3 separate regions of the Zea mays genome follow, and all the other regions are linked to region 3. A link is a contact called in public Hi-C data. All regions are on one chromosome and are shown on one strand. Each heading gives the region's core, a stretch centred on a gene start, on an enhancer-like site or on the middle of the called end of the contact. The rest is flanking DNA. Distances are from core to core; before and after follow the strand shown. Region 1 holds the start of LOC103635734 (phospholipase A1-Igamma1, chloroplastic). Region 2 holds the start of LOC542182 (RING/U-box superfamily protein). Region 3 overlaps LOC103635738 (E3 ubiquitin-protein ligase KEG).

What was found. Hi-C and Micro-C count contacts between places; a contact is called where the count stands out from the background.
Region 1: a contact with region 3 is called in a Hi-C map of ear, with 2.2 times the contacts expected there. The contact joins the promoter of LOC103635734 here to the enhancer-like site in region 3. A contact is called at or near these places in 2 of 25 Hi-C or Micro-C datasets (ear and tassel).
Region 2: a contact with region 3 is called in a Hi-C map of ear, with 4 times the contacts expected there. The contact joins the promoter of LOC542182 here to the enhancer-like site in region 3. A contact is called at or near these places in 3 of 25 Hi-C or Micro-C datasets (bundle sheath, ear and tassel).

The regions. Positions count from the first base shown.
Region 1 is chr8:116,306,896-116,310,909 of Zm-B73-REFERENCE-NAM-5.0, forward strand. LOC103635734 (phospholipase A1-Igamma1, chloroplastic) reads right to left here and starts at 2,309. Exons shown (of 2, transcript XM_008658116.2): 1 at 799-2,309. The coding sequence starts at 2,186.
Region 2 is chr8:116,244,722-116,249,220 of Zm-B73-REFERENCE-NAM-5.0, forward strand. LOC542182 (RING/U-box superfamily protein) reads left to right here and starts at 2,506. Exons shown (of 6, transcript NM_001305873.1): 1 at 2,506-2,976; 2 at 3,647-4,499. The coding sequence starts at 2,776.
Region 3 is chr8:116,612,178-116,616,574 of Zm-B73-REFERENCE-NAM-5.0, forward strand. LOC103635738 (E3 ubiquitin-protein ligase KEG) reads right to left here. Exons shown (of 15, transcript XM_008658118.3): 13 at 4,097-4,397; 14 at 3,314-3,502; 15 at 1,318-3,237. The coding sequence ends at 1,687. Among protein-coding and RNA genes, the nearest start is that of LOC103635738, 23 kb to the right of the region's middle. Within about 2 kb of position 1,319, at least 18 of the 20 cell types and tissues checked have an H3K27ac peak or open chromatin away from gene starts, as enhancers often do. A contact at or near this core is called in bundle sheath, ear and tassel, where this site is marked.

The DNA.
Region 1 (4,014 bases), core at 1,059-3,558, 300 kb before region 3:
AAAAAGCCCGAACCAATCAAACCTATGGCTATGGCTGAGAGGAGGGGATGGGGAGAAAGAGATCGATCACCACGTGGACGGTAGGGCCTTCAAATGTGCATTTGATACATATATTCGTCATCAACACTAAAAAAATCGTCATCTACCTCCAAACCTCACAAGCCTGGAATCTCTTTAAACAACTGTGCGTTGAGCATCTTGCACCGATCGGTTTGGAGGTGGTGTACGACTGGATCAGATCCCCTCGTTCATCATCATCCTTTCCGTGCAATCTGGTGACTAGGCTGTCATATCTGTTACTACTCTGTTAGTTGAGCACTTGAGCCCATGCCATGTAGGCCACTAGGCTCCTCCTTCCCCATGATTCGATTCGATGTTCGTCTCAACTAGTCTATCTATCTATATAATCTATTCGTACACGACACGACACCAATATAATGGCTGCAACGTTGCATGCACAATTTGCACACATTTAATTTGTCTCCAACCAAACCTAATCAATTTTTTATATTTGAAAAAAAATAATGCACAGCACAAGGCGCACGTTTGTTTAAAAAAAACACAGTCAAGTCACTCTCTCTCTCTCTCTCATAAAAAATGGAGGCCAGAGTCAGCCCAATTGCTAGGTCCTTGCATGCATGCCTGGCTGATGACGCGCTAGTTAATATCGCCGTCTAATCGCACGACACAGCCGCAGCCGCAACCGCTCTGCCTGGTGATAGCTTGTCTCAAGATGTCAAGCAATGAAGCGACGACGGCGACGCTGTCTGTTACTGTTAAGGTTAGGTGGCTGCTTACCCGTCGATGAGGTGGAGGTGCGCCTCCAGGTCGTGGTAGCACGCGGGGTCCAGCGTGTCCTTGAGGAACGGCGAGCGCTTGTGGTCGAGCGGCAGCTCCACGCCGACGTGGGCGTAGCACCAGGGCACACGCAGCAGGCCTTCCGCCACGCGCCGCACCACCTCGGGCGCCCCCTCGTTCAGCAGGATCCCCGGCATCCGCGTCACGTTGTCGTGCACGTTCACCACCCGCAGCGCCCTCACCCCGAGCTCCTCCTCGAAGCGCCGCTTGAACGCCGTGTTGCCCACCCGCGGGCCCCCGAACGAGAACACGCACACGGGCGCGGCCTCCATGTTCGCGCCGGTCTCCGCGATGTCGTAGGCGCTCAGCATGGCCAGCGCGCTGCCGAGGCTGTGCCCGGTCACCGTCACGCTCACGTCCTCCCCCGCCGCCGTGTAGCGGCCCACCAGCCGGCGGACCTCCGTCAGGACCTGCTCGCGCGCCGAGTACTTGCAGAACCGGCAGCTGGGGTCCCGGTCCGTGTACAGGTCCACGAACCCGGCCAGCACCTTCACCTCCCGGTCCGGGCACGGGATGCCCTCCTCCGCCACGGGCCGGAGGAAGTCCATGAGGTCCGACACCCATTCCAGCCGCGTCACCGTGCCGCGCCACGCGATGGCGATGTCGCGCCGCCCCAGCCGCGCGCTCTCCTCGTCCGTGGACACGGCCACGTACCCGATCCAGCTCGCGCTCTGGCTCCAGATCCTGGCGCCCGCCCGGGACTGCGGGAACAAGTTGGGGAACCGGATGTTGGACGTCGCGAACAGGTACCGGGACACCACGTAGCCGCGCGCCGCGTCCGCCATGCCCAGCCGCTCGAACAAGTCGCGCCGCGAGTACTTGCAGCTGCCGCAGTAGCGGGACGACGGGTCGTAGTCGAAGGCGTCGTAGCAGGCCTGCGCCAGCTCGCCGTACCGGATCAGCTCCGACCGCAGCAGCGGGTCCATGGGGTCCAGGAGCCCCGCCCAGTCGTCGCACCCGTGGATCTCGCGCCACCGACTGCGCAGCTCGTCCCGATGCTTCCCCGCGCCGCGGCGCCGAGCGTTGTCGTCGTCAAGGAACTGCTGCTCCTCTTCTTCCTCCTCCCGCTGCTCTTCGTCTTCTTCTTCCAGAACGTCGTCGCGGTACTGGGCGTTCGCCACGTCGTGCTCGAGCCTTCCGACGAGGGAGGCGACCGCGTCGTCCTTAGTGGCCGCCAAGCGAAGCCGCAGAGTGTTTGAGGTGGTGAGTGATCGCCATCGGCGAGGGGCTGGGCCGCCCGATAGGAAGGAGAGGTGTGGGTGAGTGCTAGCATGGTGGGGAAGAGTCGGTAGCCGGGCGGGAAGGTCGCGGCAGGAGAGGGGCGCCATTGGAAGGCGGCTGAGGTAGTCGTCGTCTGCGGTCTGCTGGATGCGAGGAGAAGAACCGAGGAGACCCAGTTTTGTGCTGGTGCCCACCAGCGACCAACGAGCAGGAGCTGGACGTCAACGCAGCGGGTAGCTAGCCTCAGTGATAATAAGTACTATTTTATTCAATATATCAGTACTCCTTAGACTTGAATTGACGTCACATTGGTTTGATATCGGTAGAGTATTGCCATTGTACTCAAGCTTTTGCGCTCACCTACTGTATTTCACATTTCCTATTGTACGGCTGAGTGCTGACCGGTATGTTTGGTCGCAGTAGTTTACTTTAGATTTTGAAAGGGAATTACAAGTATTAAATATTTATAAAATTAATTATATAGATAAAAGCTAAACAGCGAGACGAATTATTAAGCATAACTAAACTTATTTTTAATACTCGTAATTGATATTTAAACATTTATTTTGACACTTACTAAAGTCAGGACACCAAACGCCCCTTTAACAGCAACAGAGATGTTTGGTCCTAAAAATATAAAGTTTAGGATACTTTTTATTGTTGGATTCAGATTAGATACTATCTCCCGAAAATAAAGCAAAAATTAGACGCATGTGATTTAGCAAATCCCTATTTTATTGAACTGCCATCAATATAAGGTCATGATCAGTTGACCACGCGAGGGGCGTGTTTGTTTTGTTGCTGACCTTACCTCACGAGTTGCCTTGTCAAGGCTAGAGCCAATATGACTAGCTCAAGTTATGGAGAAAACTAAACACACACATCCGGGTAACCATGATGCACATCATGTTGAGAAGCATTTGTGGCACTGGTCACGGCCGGACGGTCCGGTCTTGAGGACCGGATGCTGTGGCCCACGGACGGCCCATCTATAGGCGTGGACAGTCCGCGAATAAATCGAATCAGACGCAAATAATCGTTTTCTGTGCGAGTTTATCCTCTAAATCCACGGTTGTTGTTGGGAGACGCCTAGTAACGAGTCCAAACTTTCTCCCTTATATATATTAAGGGGTACGACCGATTGCAATCACCAACAATCGATCAAACAATCAATATACTTTCCGTTCTTTACATTTTTGCTCTAGGAGTAGATAGTAACATAGTTTTCCCTCTCTAATCTCCGTCTCTCTTAGACTCCACGTCGTTTAGAGGTGTCTTAGGTGGCCTGCTGACCCTAAGACAAACCCTAGAATCTCTCCTCGACGGGGTCCCTCCCAAGAGCGAGATCTAGGTGTTGTTGGTGGACCCGTCGCCTCTGCGCCCGCGCGGACCATCTAGCCATCAGGCGCGGACCGTTTGACTCGTCAGCATAAACCCTAGCCCCTACGCCAGGTCAAGGACCGTCCGACCCTCAGCAGTGGACCGTCTACGTTTCACATAAAGCACCGTCACCAATACACATCACAGTGATTGGCGCCTGGATCGGTACCAACACATTTTTTGGCGACTCCGCTGGGGAAATCAGTGAAGATCTATCAGAACGGTCCTTAATGGTCTGTTCAAAAGATAGCTCTCACGTCTCTCCCAGCAACATCATCGAGCTGACTATACAAACTCTGCCGGCTGAAGATTAGCATGAGTTCGAAGAACACAAGGAGCAGCTGATAAAGGAAGCACACACGAAATTCTTGGCCAACTTCAAACTTCAAAGTGGATAGGAATCACAAGGTCGTCCGGCAGCGGGCGACTGATCTGGCTTCACTTCGATCTGCTACAGCAACCCCCAAGGTAAGCGAAACAAATGAAATTCAATCTCTTAGAGCATACATAGATGAGCAGCGAGACCAAATGCAATAGACCATTGTGGATATGCAA
Region 2 (4,499 bases), core at 1,256-3,755, 370 kb before region 3:
GGTGCACTTCATTTGGCAGCCCAGCCAAGAGTGATCGGTACTCACCATATCGCGCGCGTTCGACGACTATTATATCAAGGATTGTGGCGTCATCTCGACACCGGAGGTGAGCAGAGGTGGACCGACAACAATGACCACTCGCCATCGTCGGGGTACCTTTTGTGCCGGCCTGCCTTTAATTCTCTTCGCAAACACACACTTGCATTTTTTGTTTAAGCAAGCGTGTATGGTGGTGCGTGCCTGATGACTAACGATGTACGACGGAACTTCTACCGGCAGGTGTGGCACGTGCTCTCCAATAATGAGACCATGCAAATCATGACATATATCGAAGTCTGCATGATACTGATGGTTGCAATGTAGTAGTGAAACAACTAAATTAAAATAACAAAATTTATGTATGGCTAGGATCACAAATGGATTATGAAATATTTTCTTATAACAATATAAGACACATTTTGTATATAAGTTATCATGGTATTATATGTTCCCGTTGCAACGCACGGGTACTGACCTAGTTAACTAATAATTAGCAAACTATTTACTCTCTCAGTTCCGATTTATATTTGTTTGACTTTTTTACCCCAAGTTTTAACGACTCATCTTATTTAAAAAATCATAATTATTAATAATTTTTACAATGATATCGTTTAACATGTAATATAATTTAAGTATGGGTTTGAATTTTCCATTTTTCAAAAAATTGAATATGATGAGATGGTCAAACTTGGTAAAAAATCAAACAAATTATAAATTGGGACATATGGTGTATTAATTATCTAGTTTTACTATCAACCTTTTAGCCAACTAAGAGCAAGTCTAATAATATAGGCCACATCAGGGCTTTATGATGTTGACATATCACATATAGCCAACTAAAAAGTTTAGTCAATCACACAAGATGTACATTTAATATTTGGTCCATCTCTTCCCCTCACAATCTCTCTTGGAGTCCATTCTCTCTGTATTTCTCTTTCTTTTGTATCAATGTAAATCTAGGGATTGTTTGGTTGTAGAATTTGACCGGTAACGTAAACGCTATTTGATAACGCTGCAAATGAAAAAGAAGTAAGCTATTACTTAGATTGTTTGGTTCAGCTCAGGTAAGTCCTACTATACTATTGCACTTTGATGGGAGGGGTATTGGATAACACTCCATTTTCTATAAGTCCGTATCCAACTACATGGTAGTACATGGGTCTGTTTGGTTCAGCTTTTTTCTGACCATCTTTTTCGAAAATCTAGATGTGGGGAGAATCTGGCTCTGTAGAGAATCTGTGTATCATTAGGATTACGTGCGGAGGAAGATAAAGTTATCAATGAGACTCAGGATCTATAAAGTGACGGATTACTACTATTGTGACAACTCAACCGATTATATGTTTATGTTGATTTTGAATGTTTTTTACCCAAACGAATTTTATAAAAGCTGGCTGAAAAGCTGAGTGTTTGGCAGTCCGCAGCAGCTTTTGGTGGCCAGAAGCTGCGAGAATCTGGCTGTGTAGAGAATCTAAGTATCATTAGGATTACGTGCGGAGGAAGATAAAGGTGTCCATAGGACTCAGGATCTAGAAAGTGATGGATTCCTACTATTGCAACGACTCAACTGCCCTGTTTGTTTCAGCTTTTGGGGGCTTCTGGCCACCAAAAGCTGCTGCGGACTGCCAAACGCTCAGCTTTTCAGTCAGCTTCTATAAAATTCGTTTGGGTACAAACCATTCAACATCAACATAAACACATAATCGGTTGAGTCGTTGCAACAATAGGAATCCGTCACTTTCTAGATCCTGAGTTCTATGGACACATTTATCTTCCTCCGCACGTAATCCTAATGATACTCAGATTCTCTACATAGCTAGATTCTTCCTACAGCCAGATTCTCAGAAAAGCTGGTCAGAAAAAAACTGAACCAAACAGGCCAAGCGCAATACAACTTAATCAATTGCCATTGTAATCAAATAACGTGACATCCTACCAAACCAAACAACATCCTAATGTATATCTTATAGTTTATCTACATCATCTTATTATATTTGCTTTAACTATTAGGTTTAGTACATTTAAACGTGACGTAAATAAAGTTGTACATACCCTCGGGGCTGTCGCGGCGGACACGGTCGCATAATTAGACATAAGACACTCAAAGTTGTACTATCTATTACTCTCTCTGGTGTACTATTAATTGTCATTTAGGACAACGACGTGGTCCCAAAATATAACTCTGACCAATGTCTTTTTCTTTAAAATACAAATAAATTTTTAATATATTTATACTTTATAAAGTACTTGTTAATACAAATCGGTGCATATAAACATTGTGTTTTAAAACTACATAATAAAATAATTATTTGTAGCCAAAATTTTATAAGTTTGACTAAAATATTATCTAAAAAGACAACTAATAAGACAGAGAGAGTAGTAGTAGTTTGAAAGTGCACAATACACGCCATTATTCGGACGAGTAACCACTCAATCAAACAACACTCCAATCAACGCAAGGACGCATCGTATCGGGTAGTTTTACCGAACCATCTCTCTCTTCGCCTAGCGTGTATGTAGCCAAGCTACGCTAGCGTCTGAAGCGGTGGAAGGAAAGACGAACGAAGCTACAGCTGCCGAGGTCCCCGTTCCCGCCCACCGAGGCGTCGCGCATGCGGCCACCCGCACCCAGGCACTGGCCCGGGGGAGCGAGGCGTGGAGGCGGAGCAATGGCGGGCGGTCTGGACCGATCCGTGCAACTGTAGGCGCGGCGCGGGGGGTGTTGGCTGGTGCGTGATGGGATCTGGGAGCAGCAAGGCAACCACCTCCTCCACGTCGCCCACGGCGGCGGAGGCGGGCGGCGAGGGTAAGAGGCCAAATGGTAGCGAGAAGGCGAGGAGGGGGAGGAGCCTGCTGCCGCTGCCGAGTTCCTCCTGCTTCCGTGGCTCCACGACGCCTTGCGATTGCGACGTTTCCGCAGTGGCGGTGGACGTCGAGGTAAGGGTGTTTCCTTTCCCTCGCGGTGCTTTCGAATCTGTGCGTGTTGGAATGCGGCGAATCAGGCGAAGGAAGGGTGTTTTCACAAATGGAGCGCGGATACGTGTTAGATCTTGTCGCTGTGAGTTTGCTAGCCTCGGTTTCTGAGCGAGCATTTCTGGGGATTCGAGATTGTTCAATGGCTCCATAATTTGGTTTCAAATTGCAGTAACTGAATTCTGAACCATATTTTTTTTTTGGAAACTGAGTTCTGAACTTCTGTTTGATTGGATGTGCTACAAAAATTTCTTTCCGTAAATTATCTTCTTTCTCTTTGATTGCCTGTTTAGTTTCGATCATGTCAAATATTTTTGAACTCCTTGCGTATGAACTGTGGTGCACTACCCCTCAAAAAAATGGAGTACTAAAATGTACTATTATGATTTATGAATGAATAGTACAACTTGTTGGAACTAGATATGTTGCTTTGTTGGAATTCTAAACTTCATTTATCTGTAGTTTTTTAATTGAGTTGCCGTTACAGTTTTGGATCAAAGTCTTCATTTCTGCTATAATTAGACTGCCCATCCCCGTACCTATATCCAAACTCCACTATGTGAACAGCGCAGTCTAGGTAAACTATGGTAAACTGTTGGATTCAGTCTTAAATGATGCATTTGTATGTTTCTAGTGTAACAAGGGAGGGGAGACTGCAAGCCTACCTTCACTCACTCACACTACAAAATCTGATGAAGATGTTCTTGCAACGCCTAAGTCTCATCCCGGTGAAGAGATAACACTACCTTCATCAGATAGGGAAAGAGATCAAGATGATGGCGTGCTACAGAATGCTGCTGCCACTAACACTTTAACAGCAGCCAGTCAATTGACAGATCCTTCTGGGAGGTCAAGGCCACGTTTTGGTGTCAACTTTGGGTTGAGTAGAGCTGTCAGCTTGGGATCATCAGTAGCCTGCTCTATTCTGTCATCTGGCCTCCCGACTTCTGCTAACCCAGGTGAAGGTCGGGGTGATGTGGATGACTCTTCTGATACAGTCATCTCCCAGCAGGGTAGTGCACCAACTGCTGGGATTGATTCGACTCTAGACATGCTTAGAGATAGTGTCACGGCACAAGCTAGAGCAGCTCGTCAGGCTAGAAGAAATCTGCAAGAATCTGAAGATGCTATCTTGAGGAACTCCTACAGAAGGATGGGATCTCAGGAACCTTTTGAAGGCAGTGTTCGGTTTAGCCGAACATTAAGTGTTGGGCGGCTTCGGGACAGAGTCCTCAAACGGCCTCCATTCTCAGATGGGTTATTCACCCCTGCCCTTCTTTACGATAGGGCGGTATGGTTGTCTGGAAATGCTAGTGCTAGGCAAGATTCAGCAGTAATGCAAAGGACTAATTCAGACAGGAGTTCAGAATCGCGCTCTGATCCTTCAACCAATGGTCTGTACAACTTGAGCTCTGAGAGGCAGGCCAGTAATAGTGACCTACTGGAGCGTAGATCAGTTTTTCTTGAGAGGAGGCGGAGGATACGGT
Region 3 (4,397 bases), core at 69-2,568:
TAAGATGAGTTTATTGGAGATTATTTTTGGTAAAAGATCCACTGCCTATGGTTATGTTACTAGAAATTACAACGTCTGTCATTCACTTTTCTTCACGAACATGCTAAACCCGAAACCCCAGCACATTCCATCCAGCCATCGCATCGCTTCTCCAATCCAACCCGCCTGCAGCATGTCCATGAACAACCCGTTCACGACGACGGCTGATCCACGGTGGCAGCGCGGCTGCAGAGCTTCATGTCGCGGGCAGAGGAGGTCGCACCTCTATCCATGGCGTGCATGAGCGGCGGACGTGACCTTGCCAATAACACCGCCGGTGCAGGGCGCGACCTCGACCCCATGCTTGCGACACGCACCATCAGCCACGGTCGTGAACTAGAGAACGGCGGCACGGGCTCGTCAACTGTGTCATGGGGCGTCATCAACTGTGGCGCATGGCGCGAACTACCGAATGCCGGCATCGCCACAGTAGTCCACGGCGTAGATGCTGCCTACCATAGTTCGGGTGTGCTCTAGCTGCTCGATAAAATGTTCACAAGAAACATACATGTGCATGCCTCTGTTGTAGCTTCTCGTGGATGAATAACATTCATGATCAAATTGCCAATGCATTATTTGCTAGAATAATACCATTTTCTTTGTAGCGTACTTTCTTATAGAACAATAATATGTACTCGTAGGAATGATAAGCATGGATCAAATCGAATTAAGATAAGGCTTTATTTATATTTATTTTTAAAATAAAATAAATATAGAGACCTAACAAATTGTAAAGAAATATTTAGATCACGATCCATACCACCCTTATATACAACAAATTGTAAAGAAATATTTAGATCACGATCCATACCACCCTTATATACTTGTATAATCTACACTACCAAACAGTTGCATACGATAAATTATAATCTAGATTATATAATTCAGATTATAATCAAGATTATATAATCTTTAAGGTGAAATAGACAGGCCATTAATTCCTCATTTTGTGGAGATTCCTCATTTATTTTGTGGAGGTGGCATTAGAGGTAACAGTTGTGGAGGTGCCATTAGGGTACCAGTGAGCTCTAAATTTTATACTATAAGATTAAAGGATCAGACTCTATTTCTATTCATTTTTAAACTAAACTTTATTTAGAGCCCAACCATTTTGTGAAATTATTTAGATCACGATCCATTACCACACCAACACTGGTGCCACGCATACACAGCAGTGCAGTTTGTACCATATACGTCATCATACTCGTATGCCACTGAGCAGCTTGCAGTAACTCCTGGTACACGCGGCATTGCCAGCCACTCGGTGCACAACGAGTCAGCACATACAAGACCAGTAGACCACTATCAATCAAATTAATGTTCAGGTCCGAACCTGTACACTGGTATATATGGTACACTGAAACCCAAAAGGTATCAGGCGGCATAATTATACATGTAGACCAAAGGGAAAAAAACCTAGGTGGTGGTTATCAACTCTAGGAGTATTTCACTATCGCTGTCTTCTCATTCCCCGGTTATCAACAAGAAATACACCCTGCCATGCATGCCTATGCGATGATAACTATGTGCAACTTGCAACTCCACTGCAGGTTGAGATTTTGCTAAATTTGAAATGCTGCAAAATGGATGGGTGCAAGAAATGAGATATGGGGTCAAAAGAATACCACAAGCCTATGAACAAAAAGGTCAAAAGCCATTAGAAGCCTCCGTCAATAAATGGGCATCATCAAGAACGACATCAGCCGGGTCCCCAATCCAAAGTCTATCCCTCCACCGAAACTTTATCCTCAGCTTTCCGTTTGCATCCACACCCACAACCTCGCCTTTGCTCGCGTAGGTCTCCATCCCCCAGCCCCATCTGGGGGATACAAGACCAGATCGTATCCGTACTTTGTCACCTTGTCTGAAGGGCCTCACCTTTTCCACCTCCCATGCTTTGCATAACCACAGCCTCTCACAGAAGCAGAAAGCAATCCAGAGCTCTCCATCATCAGCCCGGTGGACCACCCCTATACTGCTGTGGTTCACATCACCCCATTGATACACTGGGGTTCCAACTGAGTCCTTAACCTTCACCCAGTCCCCAATACAGACTTCCTCCTCGTCCTCCACTTTTTCCACCTCTGCTGGGTCTGTCAACCAAGCCCTGGCACCAGCTGGTGTATGAATCCTCAGTTTCCCATCTGCGTCAATAGATGAGATTGTCCCTATGCTTGAATGACTATGATTGGACCAACCAAATCTTGGCTGGCGGATACAGCCTCTGATTCGAACACGCTGCCCAACAACAAACTTGCTAACTCCTTCAAGCTGGCTAGAAGGCCCAATCCACCTTTCCTGCTCACCACAAAAAGCGACATGAATGGTTCCATCCCAAGCATCACCTTGATATCCCACCCCATGCACCACACCAATGCTACCAGGCTTGAGTGATCTCCACTGCTCCACATCGTTCCTCAGCCTAACCCACTCTCCAACCTCGAAGATATTCTCAATTTCAAGATCTGCAGGATCGCCTCTCCACAATCCCGGCACACCAAAGAAGGCGACCCTTACTTCTCCATCAGCATGTACACCAGCGATGATGCCTCTAGAATCAGGGTTCGCATCTCTCCATCCCCATCTAGGCTCTGAAATTCCAGCACGGAACCGAACATGCTGACCAATTTTTACTGTCTGCACTTTCTCAATGTCTGTGTTATGGGTTAGCCACTTCCCATGCCTGAAACAGCCAGCTAACTCCAAGTAACCAGAGTCCTGAATGCTATGGACTACTGCAATGTTTATTCTCCCAACACTATTCCAGTCATAAGTAGGTCTGCTCCCAATACTTGGTTTTGGGCGGACCCAATCTCCAACCTCAAAAGCTGAAAGCCTCTCAGCGTCACCAGGAGCAACCTTCCATAAGCTTTTTCGGCCAGAAACCTTGATATTTAAAGTCCCATCCATGTCAATCCTTGATATGGCTCCAATAGTAGCTGCAGTTTCATTTAACCAGCCGAGGCGTGGCTCAGATATGGAAGGTGACACATGAACTTTTTCCCCTACTTCAAATGGTTGTGCCTTCTCGATATCTGCAACTGAGCAAAGAAAAAGCTTGCTTCTAAAGCAGAAAGCAACACCCACATCTCCATCATCTTGTAGACTATGAATTATCCCAATACTATTTCGAGTCACATCCTCCCATCCATATTTGGGTGAGGGAACTGTCACTTTGACTCTAATCCAATCGCCAACCTGCAAATATAAATGGAAGGTAATGATCCAAAGAAAATCGATTAAGGCATTAACATGAATATTAAAAAGTTTATACCTTGAAGTTCTCAATCTTTTCCATGTCCGATGGATCTGCCTGCCATGGTGCAGCCCGATTAGGAATATCAATGATGAGCAGGCCATCACTCTCGATGTCAATTATTTTCCCAACACTGTGATGAGTCTCACCGCCCCATGCATATCTGGGCTCTGCAACAGACCTCTTTACACATACTTGGTCCCCAATCTGGAATTTCGTTTTGCAAAAACAAGAACATAACTAAGAAAAAACAAACAGGCACCAAAATTCCACGAAAGCACAAATATACGAAAGGTGAGTTTCCATTGCTGTATAGCCCTACTGAATCTAGTTAGAATTGTAAAATAGACAGTAAAAATTGATCTTTATGTTTATATAACCATAAGGTAGTCAAATAAACACCACAACAGTACAAAGGGAGCCTTAGATGTAAGGGATTGTAAACACAAGAAGAAATAGATTATATACTCCCTCCGCTCCAAATTATAGTTTACTTTGGTTTTGTCCTAAGTCAAAAATTGCTAGCTTTGACCAAGATTTTAGAAAATAATATTAACACCTACAAGTTCAAATAAATACACTATTAAAATATATTTCATGGAGAATGTAATGAAACTAATTCAAGATTGTTGGTATTTGTGTGTTTTTCATAAACTTAGTCAAAAAAAGAGGTTCAAATTAAGACAAAGTCAAAGTGAACTATAATTTGGAACAAAGTATTGAATAGTAGATAGTTCAAATAATTGAACAGAACTATAAATTACAAATAGACATTATATTATGTGATAGTTCAAAAACTACCTTGAATGGGTCAACATGTTCAACCTCCTCCGGTTCACACAGCCATGGATTGGACAAATAGCAAAGTCCCAATAAAAGACTGCTATCTGGTCTGATGGAGTATACAATCCCAACACTTCCAGGAGTAATGGACTCCATGCCATGCACAGCAACCGTTAGTGAAGGACGAATCCGAACCCAGTTACCAACCTTATATTCTTCAACCCTTTCAATTTCTGCAGGATCAGCTCTCCATCCCCTAGAAGCTCCTGGAAAACCAACCCTCAAGATTCCATCATCATCAACACAGAGAACTGTCCCA